2 separate regions of the Capsicum annuum genome follow, and region 1 is linked to region 2. Evidence: chromatin contacts called from public Hi-C data. All regions are on one chromosome and are shown on one strand. Each heading gives the region's core, a stretch centred on a gene start, on an enhancer-like site or on the middle of the called end of the contact. The rest is flanking DNA. Distances are from core to core; before and after follow the strand shown. Region 1 holds the start of LOC107858479 (probable protein phosphatase 2C 47). Region 2 holds the start of LOC107858478 (MLO-like protein 10).

Evidence for each region. Hi-C and Micro-C count contacts between places; a contact is called where the count stands out from the background.
Region 1: a Hi-C map of leaf shows a contact between it and region 2, with 2.5 times the contacts expected there. The contact joins the promoter of LOC107858479 here to the promoter of LOC107858478 in region 2. A contact is called at or near these places in 2 of 5 Hi-C or Micro-C datasets (bud and leaf).

What each region holds. Positions count from the first base shown.
Region 1 is chr2:6,506,322-6,509,292 of UCD10Xv1.1, reverse strand. LOC107858479 (probable protein phosphatase 2C 47) reads right to left here and starts at 1,648. Exons shown (of 4, transcript XM_016703143.2): 1 at 1,083-1,648; 2 at 1-96. The coding sequence starts at 1,277.
Region 2 is chr2:6,352,424-6,355,666 of UCD10Xv1.1, reverse strand. It overlaps LOC107858478 (MLO-like protein 10), which reads left to right and starts at 1,675. Exons shown (of 15, transcript XM_016703142.2): 1 at 1,675-2,018. The coding sequence starts at 1,890.

The sequences.
Region 1 (2,971 bases), core at 399-2,898, 150 kb before region 2:
TCCAATCTCAGAATAGCTTCCTGAGCGAAAGATAGGAACATATCCAGAATCTTCACTTGATGATAATTTAAGAGGAAGAATTTGTGTCGGCGATTCCTAGATATTCATAAAACAAAGGAAAACTTCAATTAGGAAACTACAGAAACACGTGAACACATATAAGAAGCTTCTTCAGTTATACAATATACAAGACTTCAAGTTTGCAGCACCTGTGGTGTGCATAATTGACAACTGAAAAAAACGAAAGATTGTGTTTAATGCAAACAAATCACAATTTAGCAACAACTTATAATTCATCATATGACCTACAAAAAACCATCATTTGCTTAAACATGGCATAAAATATTGAAGGTGGACAATTGTTTTTTTATTAGCTTACCGTAGCAATCAAGCTATTCAATCTCAAGACAAAGAAACTTTTATATAATTGAGATCTTGTTTAACTTTTTACAGCTTATCGTCTAGTCTTACCAGAGACTCTAGGCTTATATGCTAGTAAAAGGTGTATAGACCTTCAAGTGCTAGCTTGGTATACGGCCTCAAATGGAGCAACATGTGCATCAAGAACTCTTATATCCGATCCCAACTTGCTTGGCATTGAGTCGTTGTTGTTAGTTTCAGACCATTTTTTTTACCTACTTTGTACTATAAGAAACTAGAAGCATTAATTTGTTGGAGTTGGATTTGCACCCTAGACCTTGCTCTTACCAAGTAATTAGGTGTACTACTAATGAGAAAAAACACTGCTTATATCATATACATTCCCCCCTCATGTAGCTCCTTTTATGTCCTACATAAGTCCTGAGATTTACCAAAGATAATCACACACAATCCTGTTATATTGCTCAAGCTTCTTGTTTTAGGACATAAGATGTATATAACAAATTATGTCAAGCAAGAAATTTTTTCCAATAGACACTGATGAAAGCAAGCAAAACCAAGTGACTTTAGAAGTGCTAGGACGGGTTCTGTAGGTTCAGCTTAACTCACGCTTTCAAATATATTTAAAAAAAACAATAAAATATCCTCATTTGACAAAACAAAATGGCTAAATAATGTATCGAAAATTGTGTTCGACTCACCAATACCGAAGTACCTGCCAATGTTGCTTGGCTGATACAATGTCGTATCCCTGTAACGTTTCTTGGCGGCTTCCCTATATTTAACAGGCTTGACTGATCCAACTCCTCTTGATTTTCTTCTACGTCTGATAAATTTTCCTTGCAGTATCCATTTTCCACTTCCCCATTACATGGTAACATATTTGTGTGTGACATTACTACATATTACTACTTATAATTTATGTCCGTGTGACATTACTACAGATTCATATTTATGGAACAATGCGAATATGACTATGAATACACTTTGCCCTCTTTTCTATTTTACTTGTAACTTTGAACAAAAATTCAGAAAAACATGAGATGTTGATTAATTAAGAATAAGAAAGATAAGATTAAACAAGAATATTATACGTAGATGTGAAGAATTGATTAGAACAAGAAGAAAATAAGAGTATAATTAGGAAAGTATAGTAAAATTAAGGTAGTTAATTAATTAATTGACCTGTAGAGAATATGGAAATAGAGGGGAGTGGCGATCCCAGCTTTGAGCTTTTGAATGCCATAATAGTAGGTAGAGTGATGGGAAGATTTTTCTTACACGTGGAATTGAAACTGGATGGTAGGTATTTTAATTGACACCAAGACTTTTCAATAAAATTAATGGTATAAAACCAAATTTTAATATAAAATCTTAAATATGTATGATAAAAATATTATCAATAATTTAGAGTTATTTTTTTATTCTTACGTAATACTTTTTTTAGTATTCTTAGAAAACGTTAAATATTTAACTTCACATAGTAATATTATTATTTATAAAAGTAAGGACTAATTTTAATTAATAAGATATTACTAATTTAATTGCAATGTATTACCTTGAATATTATTGTGAAAACTTTATTTATTAATATTAAAATTTGATAAAAAGTTCTAAAAAGTAGATCGTTCTTCTTTCTTTTGTTATTAATTTAAATTTTGTATCTTTTATATTTTTCAATCTTTAATATTATTTTAAGTGAAATTAAAATCTTAAAATCCATATTAAATTTTTTGGGGCCTCAAAATTTAGGGGTCTAAAGCAAACGCTTTACTAGCTTTACCTTTGAGTCACCCCTGATTGACATAATATGCACTTGTATTTGGTCTCATGGGTAACCAAGGACTTGCTCGAATTTTATAAAACATTGTTATACTTGTGTCGAATTCTTAGATGGATATTCCCTCTATAATCAATTTATGTTTAAGCAAATACATCATGTACACGTGACCGCAGATGACAAAACACACCTAGTGTTGAGTTGCAACGCACACGCAAGTGTACGTGGTCGTACAAGTAATATAGGATTGAGAGTCCAGATATTGTACCCACAAGGACTTGTCGATTAACTAGTTTTCTAAATATAATAATCCTTCAGACCATTTTCTATATTTACGCTTGTTTCCACCGTTTGAGCTTCTTCATAGTTGCCCCAAGTCATTTATGACTTGCTGGGACTGACGGTTTGATTACTGGACAGTTCATTTGGCTTTTAGAGCCAATTTTCTATTTTGAAGTCTTTGCTGGTTTCAAATGGACACCAGGAGAAAACTTTAGTGAAACAATCTCAAATGTAAATTTTGACTGCACCAGCAGATCAGGAATATCTATTTTAGGCTAAGTAGACCTTTGGTTCGGGTCCCAATTCGCCCAAACTCATTTCGACCTACAGGTCGAAAAGTTGAAAAAATTAGAAATATGGGTGTGGGATCCATATTTGGCCGAAAGGACCTTGAATGCAAAATCTGACTTCGCCAGCAGATCTAAAATATCAATTTTAGAATGATAACATATTTGGTGTGATTTTACGGCTTTTGAATCTCATTTCGACCCTCGATTTGAAAAATTATGATTTTGAATTTTGGGGGTC
Region 2 (3,243 bases), core at 426-2,925:
AAAAAAAATATTAAATAGAAAAAAGTAATAAATAACAATAATTTAATTAATTTAATATGTCATTAGTATTTTTCTTAAAAAAAATACAAATAAAAATAATGACAATTATTTAGAAGCGAATGGGGAAACATCATAAGCGGTGTAAATGCAAAAATTTCCTAGTACAGAAGATTTAAGTGATTGATTTAAAATATGGAGGTATATCAATAATTGAATCATAGTATTAGGGTTGTCAGTGTAGTTAACACTTCCTAAAATTTAGGAACAAATTTGACCTCCAAGAAAACCCCCTACAACCTAGGAAAACCCATTGTCCATCTACCCTAATCCCCCATTTACCGTTACGACAACGACCGTAATCTTTAACCATTGACTTCTTCTGTTGCCCTGTTCCACGATATGAGTACATAATATTCCACAACTTGGCGCAACCTAAGAAACAATAAATAAAAAAATAATATTTTAAAAATAAAATAAATATAATATAATACATTAATTTTTAGAATTTTCATATTGAATAAATAAAATTAAATAATTATTTTAAATATAAAAAAAGAATAAATATACTTTTAAACTATGATAAATAATACGTATATATTCTTTGTCATGTTTTGGGTACACATATCTCCCTATCATTAATGAATGATACATCTATGTCCCTCACACAAACGGTAGAAGCATATGCGTACCCAAAATATAACGGAGGATATATAAGTATCATTTATTATAATTCGGAAATATATTCATTTTTTTTATTTGAATTTAATTTATTATTTCAAATAATTAACCTAAATCCACTACTGACCCAATAAATCAACTATCCGACTCGGTCCCAATAATAATCCAAGAGACGCCTATATAACAGATAAATTTTTCTCACCCCTGTATTGATACACACACGCAATAGAGTAACACTCACTACTACCAAGTTAAAAAAAAAATCATTGATCCATAACATGCTAAAACAATACCAAATAAATTGAATCCCTCACATTTCAATCTCCAGCAAAATTTCGTTGGGAAAACACGACCCACCACCTATCAACACCACATAGCCACCATTTTCGTCAAATCGAAAACACCCTACCGGCGAATCATCGCCGCACCTCTAGTTCCGACCACCTTCGACCTAATCTTTACTTTCTCCAACCAGTAAACACCAACTAGTAGCAACGATCAATCACTGCAATTTGATTGTGATTCACCTTTAAGAGAAAATACAGAGGGAATATTGAGTTTGAAACAATAAATAGAGGTCGAATCGAGTTGGTTTGAAATCGGATTCGATGAATTTATTAGGTCGGATACTAAATTTCGATTAATTATTTGGGATTAAAAAGTAAAACGAAAAGGGGATAAATATATTCTAAAATTATGATAAATGATACGTATATATACTTCGTCATGCTTTGGGTACACATATGCCCCTACCATATAAGTGTGAGGGATATATATATATATATTATTTTTATTAACGTTATGGATATATATGTAACCAAAATATGACAAAAGGTATATATATTTGTTTTCTGTTTTTAATCTATTAGATAAATAAAGATGAATGAATGAAATATTGTATAAAGATTATTAATGGAAAATAAATAAGTAATTTAAGGAGTTTGTATTTTTAACTACGATAATATAAGTGTGAGTATTTGTCATCTTAATTAAGGAAGGTCTTAGTCATTACTCATTGCTCACTTGCATACACATCTGTAGACTAGAAACTGAAATATCAGTTTTCTTCTTTTAAAGAGCAGTGCAAATAAATGCATGCATTTACTACATCCTATTGTGTTCAAACCCAATTTGTTTTTTGACCATATTGTTGGATACCCATTAATTTTTAGGTGATATTTTCTCTGCTGAAGGTTTTGTGGGTGGTGGCAATGGCTGGTGGAGGTGGAGGTACATCAAGACAGCTTGATCAGACACCAACTTGGGCTGTTGCTGGTGTTTGTGCTGTCATTATTCTCATTTCTATTGCTTTGGAGAAGATCATCCATAAACTTGGCACCGTATGTTACCTAAAAACCTAGTCGTTTTACCTTACTGTTCTTTAATTTGTATTTTTCTTGATTGTGGGTTCTTTCTTTTCTACCTTTTAGTGAATCTTGGATTTTAATGTACAAGATATCTCTATTTGCTAGCAGCATTGCAATAAGTGTTTCTTGAAGAAATTCCTTTTCTTGTTTCTTGGTTTTGCTGTTGAGGATTTTGAAGATATATTTGATATTTAAGTTTTAGATTTTTACATCAAGATAATACCTTTTTATCTGTGAAAGTCTTGTCTGACCAAATTAGAAGTTAATTTATGCTCTTTTTGTCACTAGAGCCTGGAAATTATTCTTGGCTGCTCAGATACTGATTACCAAAAAAGGCTTTTTGTTCTATTGTTTTTCTAATCCTAACCCCTCTGAGTTGATTTCAGATGGTCCCTCAACTAATAGTTATTATTTCAGAAAGTTACTTTCTTCATTGAAGGAAATTGTAATCAAGAAGAAAGGCAACTTTCTGAGATAATAACTTCCGAGAAATCAACACTTTTTCTTCCTTAGTTCTTCCCTGTTCTCCTTGTTTTGCTAGTCCCAATCCTTTTCTAGCTTTTGATGTCATTTCCAGTGTTTGAATTTGTGTTTTTGTGCACATTTTGTTTTCCTATCTTGTGCTTTTTCTTTTACTTTTTTCCCACAAAAGAAATGTGCCTCATCTCTTGGTTGGATTTTTGCATCTCCAAGTGCTTTACCAAAGCTTGATTCTGGGACATTATATTTATGTGATTGAATATCATTGATCGTATCTTTTCGGGTGATTATTTTCAACCATTTACGCCCTTATCTGCTTCTGTTTGAATTATGATCAATTAAATTAGTAAGGAAGAGGCCGGGGGTCTATCGGAAACAATCTCTCTATCTCACCTTTGTGTTAGTGGTATGGACTGCGTACACTTAGCCTCCCCAAACCCCAATTGGTGGGAATATACTAGGTATGTTGTTGTTGTAAATTAGTAAGGAAGAGAAAAAAGAGAGGTTTTATTATCCAATGCTATGCTTTGTCAACTTTACCTTACCTTTCGTCCATCAGAAATTTTATTGCCTGGCGTGTATTATGTTGAGGATATCTAGTCGGAGTTCAGTCTTTGATTTGGATGTTTGAGCTTGTCTTTTCTTTTTCTGGTAGCATTTTGAAGTACACACGCACTTGTGTTTCCATATTGTATTCTTTATAATTACACCATTCACC